Regions from separate parts of the Sus scrofa genome. Here region 2 is linked to region 1. The links are chromatin contacts, called in public Hi-C maps. All regions are on one chromosome and are shown on one strand. Each heading gives the region's core, a stretch centred on a gene start, on an enhancer-like site or on the middle of the called end of the contact. The rest is flanking DNA. Distances are from core to core; before and after follow the strand shown.

Evidence for each region. Hi-C and Micro-C count contacts between places; a contact is called where the count stands out from the background.
Region 2: a Hi-C map of skeletal muscle shows a contact between it and region 1, with 5 times the contacts expected there. The contact joins the promoter of AKIRIN2 here to the promoter of ZNF292 in region 1. A contact is called at or near these places in 1 of 47 Hi-C or Micro-C datasets (skeletal muscle) and 1 of 2 datasets of contacts at active chromatin or transcription factors (skeletal muscle).

What each region holds. Positions count from the first base shown.
Region 1 is chr1:55,612,728-55,619,406 of Sscrofa11.1, reverse strand. It overlaps ZNF292 (zinc finger protein 292), which reads right to left and starts at 4,157. Exons shown (of 9, transcript XM_003121280.5): 1 at 1,077-4,157; 2 at 681-877. The coding sequence starts at 848.
Region 2 is chr1:56,067,149-56,073,827 of Sscrofa11.1, reverse strand. AKIRIN2 (akirin 2) reads left to right here and starts at 4,246. Exons shown (of 5, transcript NM_001278752.1): 1 at 4,246-4,480. The coding sequence starts at 4,246.

The DNA.
Region 1 (6,679 bases), core at 2,908-5,407:
TTACCGTGGAAGCGATGCTGCTCCGAGCAAGTAAAGGCAGGAGGGGACAACCTCCGCGCCCCCTACTCCCGAACGTCTCGCCCAGCTAGAAAGGGTCCGCGGGGACTGCTCCTCGGAACATCAACAAAGGCCCCTTCAGTCCTAAGGCGAAACTCGAACAACAAAGACGCGGAGACGGCGAGAACGGGGCCGGGGGCGGGACGGATGAAAGCAGGGGAAGGCAAAGGAATCAAACCGGTGGGGGCGGAGGCCCGTCGGAGTAGGAAACAGGGGTGCAGAGGCGGGGGGCGCGGTAATCCCCAGCGCACAATAAGAGAAGGAGAAAGGGAACCTACCCTCCAGACCACCCCTTAGCCTCTCCTGCTGCGGAGAGAGCTCCAGTCTTCGCCGTCTCCATCTCTCGGCCTCGGGGACCGCGCACTCCCGAGTTCAGGGAAGGAGAGGGGAGGGGGGATTTTCCGCCCTGACCACAACTCCCTTCCCCCAGCCGAGAGCTGCCGACAACAACCTCCACAACGGCAGCCACACAAAGGCGCCTTCCTCGTACTCCCCGCTCCCGCCCGGGCGGCGGCGCCGACGATGCCAAGGCAGCGACGACCACCGCTCGGCCGCCAAGCGCTCGCTCGCCCTCTTCCCCCTCTAGCTGGGGGAAAGGGGGAGGGGACTCCAGGCGCCCTCACCTGGCACAGCTGCTGACAGTACTCCGTGGCCGCCTCCACGGCCGGCACCCGGCTCTCCCGCAGCTGCCGCTCCAGCTCCTGGAGCCGCTCGCTCAGGCGCTGCAGCTCCGCGGCGCAGCCGCCTCTGCTGCGACTCAACCTCTCCTGCTCGGCCTCTTCGTCCGCCATCTTCACACCCCACTCCGTCGCGTACGCACCTGGGTCACGTGATAACACAATGCCACGTTCGGCGGGGTCACGTGCCGGGCGCGCTCGCACGCCGCCGAGCACGTACAAAGGGCCCGGTGGGGAGGATGGGGGGCGGGGAGAGTGGCGCGAGGGAACCCAAGGGAGGTGAAGGGAAGGGGAAAAGAGGAGGGCGGGGTTGGGCGGTGCGGAAAACCGCGGTTTGCTTACCCCGAGCGGGAAGTGGGCAGCAGCGGTCGAAAGGGGCGGGCCGGTGGAGGCCTGTTTTCGGTCACGTGAGCGCCGCGACGCGGGGGAAAAACCTGGGGAGGGGCTGTCCTCCGGAGCGTCCAGATCCTGGCTTGGCTTTCCCTAGTCCCCGAAGTCTTCTACGGACACATGCCCCAGTTTCCCAAGAGGACGAGCGAGGGAGAGCTCTGGGTGGGCTGGGGCAGTGGCTGCATTTGCCGTTGGCCTGAAGACAGACCAGCAGCGACGGCGGAAGTGGGAGCAAGTAGAACCCACCCATGGACCACAAGCGTGAGAGCCAAAGCGGGACTACGAACTGTCAAAATTGTCGCTTACTTCTCACCCGGGGAGGGAGGAGGATCTAGTGCCTGAGGTAGCAGATCTTGTCTCACTCCCCTCCTCTTCAGCCCCAAGAACGCCTCTCCCTTGGAAACACAATCTCTAGGGGGTGGAGGCAACAAAGAAAAATAACAATTGGATCAGAGCGGAATGAGTCCAATCCTCAGGATGAAGAACGGAGCAAACTCATGAAAAGCATAGTTTAAAAGATTTCAGATTATGAAATTGTGAACGTTGGAACCAGGTGATTTTTAAACCTCGAGAACATTTCTGGAATAAGTGAGAGCCGACTAATCTGTTTCGCCGTGATTTGACTCTCCTACACACTACAGTAATCGCCACCACTGAAAACAGTAAATATGCGAAAGCCCTTGAAAAGAAAGTAGGTCAAGGGAGAAAAAAAGACGGTCATAAGGACTCCATTAAAAATCACAACGGGAAAAAAAATCACAACGGAGGGTAAATCGCTAAAATAAAAGCAAGGTTATCGAGAGTTATGAATTCAACATTGTTTTTCCTGATGCTGTGAATGGAGATGATAGTCTGAACAGTATTTTATTTGCAACCTGGAAAGAATGAATACTTAGCTCTTGAACGAAACAATAGAAGTAGTACCAAAATTTACTTGCTTAAGCCTAAAGTTCAAAATAATTTTTTTTTTTCTTTTCAGGGCCACACCCCCAGCATATGGAAGTTCCCAGGCTAGGGCTCCAGTTGGAGCTGTGGCTACCAGCCTATGCCAGAGCCACAGCAACACAGGATCCGAGCCACCTCTGCAACCTACACCTCAGCTACACCTCTTGGGCAACACCAGATCCTTAACCTACTGAGCGACGCCAGGGATCAAACCTGCATCCTCATGGATGCTAGTCAGATTGGTTTCTGCTGAGCCACGATGGGAACTCCCAGAATAAAATATTTTGTTGTAGTGGAAAATTAGACCAAAAGCTTTTCTTTCTTACAACTGGTCTACAGGAAATGAAAAACATTCAAAGAGGCATCTAGTCTTTTCACTGTCATATTCGAAGTGAAGATTCTAGTAAAAGCATTTAAGATAATTCCTATTATATGTATCATCTTCTTCAGGGGATCTCTAGCATTAATAGAAAATTTCCAGAATATGAATGTCAGTGATGGTGTTAAGTGCCATTGTATGAGGTGAGTGACCACAAATGAACCCCTTATGAAAACAGGATCAGCTAAAATAATAGTACAGCATATATGTGCTGATAGACATATTAACTATACAGGTTCTTAAATTCTTATGGAAGAAACTAGGGAGAACATTCAAAGGCTAAGGAACAAAGGTATAAAAGTGTCACTGAGAGCTGAAAAAGCAACAATTAAAGCAGCTAATGGATTTTCACATTTGTAGCTCATTTTCCCAAGTGAAGTATATTGGATATCCAAACCAGGTTTCTCCAGTTTGTGTTATCTTAGGATGCCAGTGAAAACATAAGAAGTGAGATATATGAGATTAGCCACATATACCAGTGTATCCAAGGACATCAAATCCAAGGTTATCAAAGCTAACAAGGCACATTTTCAAAAAAAAAAAAAAATGTTTTCACCTCAAGCTTATACCACACCTAATCTATAGAAAGAAAAAGGGGGTAGGAGAGAAAGGTATATCCAAAGAGAAATTTATCTACTTAATTTTTTTAAAAAAAACCCTGAGAATATTGGTCACTTCCACTTTCTGTCCATGACAGCCCTAAAATCAAAAAAGATTTGACTAGCAAATTGATTTTAAGCATTATTACTTCCTTGCAAATGTTCTTCAGTTGGATGATCAAATCATCCACTTTTATTTTGCATCTTTTATCCTCACCCCTTCCTCCATTCCTCTGTTTTAGAGCTTACTGGAAACTAAGGACTAGGAGTGATTGGGGGTAATTATTAATCATTTATTGAGTACTTATGCGGAAGCACTACTTAAACTGGAAAAAATCAAAGGTGGATGAAAACTGTCCCTGCCTTCAGGAAGCTTACAGTTTTGTGGAAGAGAAACCTGCAATGAACAAGTGTTCTTTTATGATAATGCATGTACATTCAATTCAGAACACCAAAGTCATCTAAGGCACTAACTGGAATGTCCACGGAATCTCTACAGAAGTTCACGATTTTTAATTAAATGAGGACTGGAAATACTATCCCTTGACAAGTCGACCTTATCCTGGAGATCTCAGAAATTTCATTTTCATCCGTTAAAAAGGTGTATCCAGTACAGAAGACTTCTTTTACTGAAGTCCGTTTGTTCTTTAAATATCACACTGTCAGTTCATGGGAATCATTGCACACAAACGCACACACACCCCTACTTACTGAGACGTTCCTGGGGGAATTCGGAGGCCCAGTTCCATCCAGAAAATATGCATAAGCCTCAAGGCCCTGAGGGCGCGATGAGCCTCCATGCCCATTTTGGACACAGCGCGACTGTTACGGACTTGGTATAATCATATGGACCTTCACTTCCAAGCGACTCGATTTCAGAGTAAATCCGGGAATCAGAAATCCCTCCCTACCCCATCCCTGCGATCAATAAAGCTGGGGAGACCCTTAGAGAACAGATGTCTACATCCAGGCCGCGCCTGCCAGTCTGCTTCACGAGCTCCCCAGGCCTTCACCTCTCCCGTGCACATTTCCCCCCCCCCCGCCCCCTTTTAAATTCTTGAAATAACAGGGCCTGGGGGGCAGGAAGGGAACAGGGTAGTGCCTACTAACAGCCAGAGGATTGTGCCAGGGATAAAGCGGGCCCGGCGGGTGGCTCAGGGCCGAGGTGGGGCAGGTCCTCCCGACCCTGGGCGCAGAGCAAACCCCAGCACGCGGGGAGACAGCGCGGGCCTCAAGGGCGGAGAGAGCGCCGCCCTCCCGCAGCTCTGTCTCTTTCCCTGGCTCTTTCCCGGGGCCCTGGCGACCAGGAAGGTGCGCGGGACTGGAGCCGGGCAGAGGCTGGCTGCGTGCGATCTGCTCGGCTAACCCTGTCTTCAGATCCCCACTCGGCCGAGGCGGGACTGGGCTCCCCGGCGCGGCCCGGGCGCTCGCTCGCCTGGCAGCCGCGCGAGTGCGCCTGTCCTCCATCCTGGAGCCGGAGCTCCGCAACCGCATCCCCGGCATCTGCCGCCGCGGCTCTTCCACCCAGCGCTGTGGATCGAGGCCTCAGAGCGACTGTGACTCCTGGCTCGGAAGCTGTGGCCGCCCGGGGCCTCCAGGCCGAGGGATGCTGGAGCCTCTCCACTGCGCAGCGGGGTTACTGGGGCTCCGGAAACCGACAAGGCGGGGATGCTAGTTTGTCCTTCGGAGGCCGCGGCGCGGGCACAGCTGCTGGGTCTTTGGCAGATTCTACCTCCTCTCTTTCAAGGGGTTGAGCCGCCAGGCCCCAGACAGGCCGCCTCCTGAATCTCAGAGGTGAGACCCAGAGTCTGTCTGGGGATGGGTCCAGCAGAAAGTCCCCCTAGAGTCTGGGAACCACTCCCGTGTCGCAGACACAAAGCGGGAGCATGGTTGGAATCGGCTAAAAACACACCACACTTTCCCGAGGAAAACATTTTTCATGAGATGAATGGCGAAGAGAGTCCAATCAATGTTGAAAACATGAGACAGGTGCTGTGCCACACATTGAAATGATTCCAAAGGCACCGAAAACCCTGGGCCTGCATTTAAAAGGATTGATTCTGGTCCTTGAATTCTTCCCAGAATGTAGACAGCATATGTATTTAAATGAACAGGTAATTAAATGAAGCAGGATATTTGTATTGCCTATTTGGATTGTTTTACTTTCCATGAGGAAAAGCCAAGTGCAAATTAGAGTAATAGCATTCTAAGGAAAATGCTTTTAATAGAGCCTCCATCATACAAATGTAAATTATCCAAGTTGAAAATAATCGCGAAATAAAGCAAAATAAAATCTTGGAAGCATGCATGTGGTGTACACTGTCTCTGTAAAGAATCCTTGAATTCATTCACACTATTTCTCCCAAAAAGCAAAGAGAAACATAGAAAGTGTCTTTTCCTTTTATTTCTAAACTTTAATCAATCACTGTATCCCATTTACCTCATTGGGAATCCATCAGAGAATATCACTTTTGTGGTATCCAAATTTTTAAAAATAGGACTGTCAAATTATGATGAACTTGGAAAACTGTTTTCCCATTTTAAGACCTCATCTTAAGAACTTTGCTTATTTCTGTGAATTTTGTTTGTTTGTTTGTTTGTTTTTTACTGCACCCAGGTCATGCAGAAGTTCACCAGCCAGGGATCAAACTTGTGCCACAGCAATGACCCAAGCCTTGCCACAGCAGCATTCACAAATGCCAGATCCTTAACCTGATGAGGCACCAAGGAACTCCCTGATTTCTGTGCTTCTTACAGACGTATTCTTCAGTATAACAACAGTAATTCAATTAGTATCAATTCAGGAATTTAGTGTTCTATTCTTACACTGGACCTGATCTGGATCAGTCCCACCAAGCAGTTACCCTCTATTGCACCTTTACAAAAATGTTTGCTTACTATTCCTCTCCCCACATCCTCACCCTCTTTATTTCCTCTCCAAGCAGGGCTCCATTGTGAGTCTTCCTTTGTCTTGGTGGTGAAGTCTGGCTACAAAATCGGTTACCAGAGTAGATTTGTCTCATGTGTCCTACTTTCCCTTGGCCCCTTCCCATTTCCCGTTTGGAAATAACCATCCTTTACAACCTCTGTAGCTTTAGTCTACTACTTACTGCATTTTATTTTGAAATCTGTCAAATCAAATCTTGTCTTTTATTACAGTCAGTCTATAGATGAGCCTGGCTCATGAGCCTGTAAGTCCTTTGAGGGTAGAGACTATGTCATATTTAGGCTCCTTCTCTGATATCCCTTCACATTTCAGTAAAAATATGTAGTCAGTAAATGTGCACTGAACTAAATTCAATTCAGTTCATTTTTGGCAGTCATAGATATGAATTTGCCCTTATTCTCATTATTATCTAAAATATCCTAGAATCTACAGGGACATCAATAGTGTTCTCTAAACTTTAGAAGCTTGGAGTCCTCATCGTGGCTCAGCATGTTAAAAACCCAACATAACGTCTGTGAGGAAGCAGGTTCAATCCCTGGCCTCAGTCAGTGGCTTTAAGGATCCAGCACTGCCACAAGTTGTGGTATGGGTAGCAGATGTGGCTCAGATCTGGCATTGCTATGTCTGTGACTGATTTGACCCCTAGCCTGGGAACATCTGTGTGCAGAAGGAGTTTAACTTTAAA
Region 2 (6,679 bases), core at 2,997-5,496, 450 kb before region 1:
TGCTGTTCCTGAAAATCTTTAGAAAAGAGTCAGACAGACAATGATTTGGCTTGAGTAGTTCACAGGTAACCATGCCTTGAGGCTGGGGACTAGATGAGGTGATCTCTTGAAATCACTCACAGATACATGGTTTTGATTACTCTATGGTCCATTCAATCAACTCAAAATAATGACCACAACCAGAATAATGAAACCAAAGTTAAAATTAGCCAGCATCATATCTACAATGGAAAATAGTACGTAGCATTCCAAATATGGTGCTTAGAAGAAACCCTGGCCAGACTGCAAGATGTTATGCGGAAGGAATTACAATGTCTATCCTTCCCTACTGCACTCATTTACACAATGATTAAACAATTTTTTTTTGCCCTAGGCAATGCTTGCTCTGAATGTAGATTTGAAGTGACTCCCGAATTAGAACTGTTCCTAATGCCAACCTACAATTACTCAAACTCAACATGCAGAGTCAGCAAACACCTCTCCATACCTTACATATTTGCATTTATCTTTATTTTATGTCAGAAAATTGTTTGAAAATGATTTATGCTACAAAGTAGTCTTCAGGCTCAAGATGATGAGTTTTTTTTATCATCCAGCAATTCGTAGATTTATACCTTTACCTGCTTTAGTCAAAGAATGACTCATAGCAATCAGACCCTGGAGAATATTTGGGGAGGTGTTCGAAAAGTCTTAATACCAAGGAAAGACTAGCATCTCAGTAAAGCAGTTTGATTTTCTTCAGAGACTTCTGAGATTGTGCAAATCAGAAATTACTTGCTAGATCGTTGCAAAACTATTCTAAATATTTCAACCTTTAAAACTTGTTGCAGGCCTTTTCTTCACAACAAGAGTAGTTCTGGTCTGTGTAGGTCACTGGAGCCATAGGCTGTACTGTATATTTAGATTCATGTGGCCTGATTCAACTTATTAATGTGTTTAGTATAGTTCTCTTTTCTTCTTGATCAACATAAAAATTCACTTCTAAACTGTGTTAAGACTTATAGCCTTTTAAGTATTATTTTTATTTTTAATATTAGCCTAGGAAATATAATTAGGTTTTTTTTTCCCTTCCACAGTTTTTTTCTATCCTAAAAGGGTAACTGTAATATTTTCATAGGTGACTATCTCAAGGGACAAGTCATAATGTGGACTCCTGGGAGGACAGGGTGATTTCAAAATGTTCGAGAAACATTCTGTGGGTATCTATTGAAGAGTACAAGGTACCATACTATTGGCAAGGAGCTAATACAGTGGTGGGAGGGGCAGATTCATGAACAGAGAATTACAGTATTATGATATGGTGAGGGTAATGATGAAGAGATGCAGATAGGTGTCTCTTTTTCCATGAATCTAGAAAACTAATTCAGCCTTGAAATGTTAGGGGAAATCTTCCTATAGGAGATAATGTTGGCATTGCATCCGAAACTAGTGAGGCAGAATGTATGGAAGAGAGCTTGAGCAAGACACAGAGGTGAGTAGGGACGAGTTCCCCTTGTTCCTCTAAGCTTCTGAACAGGCTCCTTAGTCACCGGTAGAAGGAGAGGCTGCCCCAGCCCTGTCACTATTTAATCGTAGCAGAGAGACTTTTGAGGATGTGCTGTGTAGTGGTGATTATAAGGACAGCTACTATGACTAAAATGTCGAGTTTATCAGATATCTCCTGCCAACGTCATATACAACTCTCTCCTCCTTTTCTAGGCAATTCAGTGTAACTATAATAACCACCACCCCCTTTATTAGTTTCCTAGGGCTGCTGTAGCAGAGTGCTACAAACTGGGTGGCTTAACCAAGAGAAATGTATTGTCTCATAGTCTGGAGACTAGAATGTCTGAGATCAAGACATCAGCAGTGTTGGTTCCTTCTGTGGACTGTGAAGAGGGCTCTGTTCCATGCCTCTCCTCTGGCTTCTGCAGGTTCACTGGCAGTCTGTCTTTCTTTGGCTTGCTGATGCATCGCCTAGATTTCTGCCTTCATGTCCACATGGTGTTCTGCCCTTCTGTGTTCAAATTTCCCCTTTTTATGAGGATACTGGTCATTTTGGATTAGGGGGTCACCCTACTCCAAGAGGACTTCTTCTTAACTAATTACATCTGAAATATCTCTATTTCCAAATATGGTCACATTCTAAGATACGTGGGATTAGGACTTCAACATACAAATTTTGAGGATACCATTCAACTTATAACATTCCTTTTCCAATGTAACTTCCATAATTTAAGGTTAAATCTTAATTTCAAAATATACTTACCAGGAACATAAATGCTTTGTTTCTTATTTTCCATGGGTTAACCTATCTTTTCATACTTACTTACATAAAATAGGTATCGTCTGTTATTTTCACAATATCATAGATTTCATGGAGTGTTTAGAATTTAGTACAAATTTACCTATTAGGTATCACTGTTAAGCTGCTGTTTCATTAAATGCTGATCTTTTGCCAAAGATATTTTCGAAATAGTATATGTTAAAATCATCACAGTTGTTGACAGTGTGATCGGCACTGCTGATCTGAGGAGTTGAGCAGTTCTATAAAAGAAGAATAAATATATTAAACTACAGTCCAAAAGTAGTACAAAGAATAATAGACAAAATTATACAAAATATCTTTATCTGAATAAATGACAGGATAAAAAAGCATTGAAAGCCAGTATTTGATACTTATGATCATTTGATAATATAGCATTCACGTAGATAACTAGTTTTGTATTGGATTGGTGATAGCTTCCATAGGCAAAGGACTGATGACAGTTTTTCACATAAATCATTTTATAATTAATGCTTTATTTGATTTCTATTTTAGGTACCTGATTAGAAATATAACTTCTAGGAAATTTTTTTTTTCTTCTTACAAAATGGGTCCCAAATGGGTCTACTCCCTAGACATTTCATTGTCTTTTAATTTTTACCATTCGTTAAGATATACACCAGTATTCAACAGAGACAGTACAATTTCTGATGTCACTAGCTTTTTATCCAAGGCAAAACAATTTACATCTGCGTGTCGTTCAAACCCTTTTCATTTAAAGGGTAAAGCGGAATTTAATAAGTGGATGCAAGCAGCTACCTGGGAAGGGCAAAGCATCGAGTACAATCAAGGTTCCCGTAACCTGATACTATTACTGTTGTTCTCTTGCAGTCCTAAATAGGTTCCATAATCTTATTATTTCCTAGCCCCTCCATGTGACAGGTTGTGTCTTGGCCACTCTTATTATCAAAACTAATCTGTCTTGAGTTGTTAGGTGGGATTAGCTTTCTCTTTCTCGGTTGTTCAATCACTGTAGGAGCGGTACCAGGACAACTATGTCCTGAAATTTAAAGGTGGTTTTGTTGTTGCTGTTGTTGTTGTTGTTTTTAAAGCCTGCTTTCCCCACTGGTTGGCTTTCCTTTTTTCCCACTCTCTCTGAGCCTTTTCTTTTTTTCTCTTTCGCTCAGTTCCTTTTACATTCAAGCTGTGTAGGGGGATTTAAATTCCGATCCGGAACTCGGAATCGTGCGCCTTGAATGACGGGAGTCGTAGTTTCCGTGACTCCTCCCTAACCGCTTCTCACGCCGATTCTTCCGTAGAGTGAAAAACTACAAATCCCAGAATGCACATTTGGGTCGCCCACCCTCTATGCGCACGCGCCTTGAGGCCGCAGGATTTGAATCGGCGGCGTTGTTATTGACGCCATATTGGGGCCGGCGGCGGGTGGAAGAGTCGTACAGTGGAGGGGTTAGCGGCTGGACGTGTTCGCCTGAGCTCCTGCCGCCGCCGCCACCTCACAATCCTGCCGCATCGACCGCCGCTCTCTAGCTTCTGACCCTGTCTCGACGGGGGGCGGGGGTCTTAGGAGCCGTGTCCCAGCCTCACACCTCACGGGGCTGGTATCGACTTCTGAAGGAACCGGTCTCAGCGCAGGAGCGCCTCGGGCGCGGCGCAAAGCCCGAACGGACGGCGGGGGCGGCTGGAGCCTCTCCCGGGGGAGCCGCGCCTGAGGAGGCGGAAGAGCCCCCCTGACGCGGCCGGCGTGAGCTGCTGCCACCGCCCCTCCCGTTCTCGCCCCGGCCGGCCTGGGCCACTGCCCCTGCCGCTGAGGCGGCGGCGGCGGCGGCTCTGCTCCCCTCGTCGGCGCTCCGCCATCCGCCTCTCCGCTCTAGAGCCGGTCGGTTAGGCTCTTCGGGGCCTCGCTCTCCCCCCTTCCCTTGCCCTCCCCTCCCGTACCCCTCCTCTACCCCACCCAAGCCCGGCTCCCCGGCGGCCCGGCCATGGCGTGCGGAGCTACTCTGAAAAGGACTCTGGATTTCGACCCGCTGCTGAGCCCAGCGTCCCCAAAGCGGAGGCGATGTGCGCCATTGTCGGCGCCCACCTCGGCTGCCGCCTCCCCGTCGTCGGCGGCCGCGGCCACAGCCGCCTCCTTTTCGGCCGCCGCCGCCTCGCCGCAGAAGTATCTCCGAATGGAGCCGTCTCCCTTCGGCGACGTCTCCTCCCGCCTCACCACAGGTGGGACTCGGCTCTGCGGCCGCCGGTTCGGGGGGTGGGGTGCGGGGGAGAAGAGAGGACAGGGTCCTGGGGCGCGGGATGCGGCCACGAGGCTGGGGGTGCTGGACTGCTCCCCGTTCTTAGCAGAGTCCTCGGGCGACCACGTTTCTTTTAATCTCCTCCGGTCTTAGAGACACAATAGAAACGGCCTGATGTCAAGGGGGGGAGGTCAGGGTGGGGGTGGGTAGGGGCCATTCCTTGTCGGGTATTGTGGGGAAGAGGAAGATCTTTTTCTTGGGTCTGAATGACTGGAATCGAACGTTTCCGTAGTCTGGAGAGCCCCAGCGGAAATGATCAGAGAGGGTGCTACACGGAAATACAGGCAGGAGAAGGGTCACACATTTCGCCCCAATCTCAATGGCTGTCTTCCTGAATCGATTGGTTGCACCTATTAACTCTGGGACTGGGTGGTTTGAGGAGAGGCAGCAGCCCCTCCTCCGGTTCAGACATGGCTGATTTTAGTACCGAGGGGGTGGGGGGTGGGGAGGAATGTCACTGGGGCGAGATCTAGGCCTGTCATTAATCACCCACAAGAACGCCACTTTGGCTGAGTCAAGACCTGTTTCCCTAGCAGGGTCAACAACAAAGAAAATGCTCTTCCCGAGTACTGTAATATGATCAAACTATACGTCTAGACCTTGAGAAACTTGAACTTTTAATGAAAAGCAAATTGTATTGAAAATCGGGGTTGAGTAGGTGCTTTTAGTTGGAAGTGCTTTATTTCTGCCCAGAAGAGTAGTTGGAAGAAAAAAACCTAGGCCTTGAGACTAGTAAAGAAATAAACTCAAGATTCCGAGGGACTTAAGACTATTTTTGCTTTTCATCTTGAAGCATTTCCTGAAAGTGACCACGGGGAAATACCTCTTGGCTGCTTTGTACTGCATGTGTATGTCCAGTTTTTTCTGTACTTTGAAAATCCTCATGCGCCCCTGGCACACAAGGGATAGGATAGCTTTTGTGGACTGGTAGTGTAAATGTTTCCTTTGTGTGTAGCACGCAAAGGTTTCATGTGTGAGCCTTTGGTAATAATATGATCTGTAGACAAAGCCTTTTCATAGCTTGATTTACTTGTTTCTTTTTGGTTGGCTTAAAAAAATCTTCAGTATTTACCTCTGTTTGGTAACTTCCATTTGGAATTGACTTAGTTTTGTTTTTTCAGGTCAGATTTTAAAATATCCTTCCTCAAATGCCTAGGGTATTTTTTTTTTTTTTAAACTATTGAAACAGTGTCAAGAATGAGCTCCTGATGATTAACGTTATTTTTAGAGTTTGTCTTTTTAGTGAAATGGTATCATTGAAAATTGAAATGATACGGTGGAATCTTAACTAAAAGGCCACTTAAAAATAGCTCTAGCTAACCAGCAGTGAATTTCATTTGAGGGGAGTCAATTAATATAGTGTTAGGTTTGAGAGTTAAAAGTATATCTCAGTGCTAAAATAGTCTTGTGCATATAAGGTAAGTCAGCTAGGGGCAATATTGGTCTTCACTTTAAAGGGAATTAATTCACAATTTTGTGAGCCTTTGCAAATTTGTCTTCACTGATAGATTTGTAGTGTTGGCTGATACACTTGGCTCTGCAGTATCGTACATTAAGTGGACTAAATATAAATAGTAAAGTAACTGGAATTACTGGAATTGTTTAAGCTTGCTGATTCAGATTCACATTTTCCAAAATATTGTTATGTCTTCTGTTCTTCAAAAAAGAAGTTTTTTGACATCTACTCGAAGTTTGGTCGTATCCTGAACTCTCAAATCACATCCTGATTGATTTTTTTGAGACTAAGAAAAAAAATTTTTAGTTATTTCAACTGATTTGAACATTAACATGAAAAGTTGAGAAAAGCGGTTAAAATTGCTAAGGTTGCGGATTTGCTTTTTAAACTAATTTTGAATGACATTGTATGTGTTAATTTAGCCTTGTGTTTATGTGGCCAGTTTGAGGCTTGCTCTTGTATGGTTTTTGTAATAACGGTGTCATAATGGGAGCTGCAGTGTTGTGCAGGTGTCAAAGAGCTTTCCAGTTTTCATGTCATGAAACTTGGAAATAATTTTACCAGGTATCTTAATTTTTAGATTCCGGTTTTAAAAGTGGTAATTCTTAAACTTTACAGTAGTGACTACCCAAGTATCTTCAGCAGAAATAGGTAGCTGGGATTGGG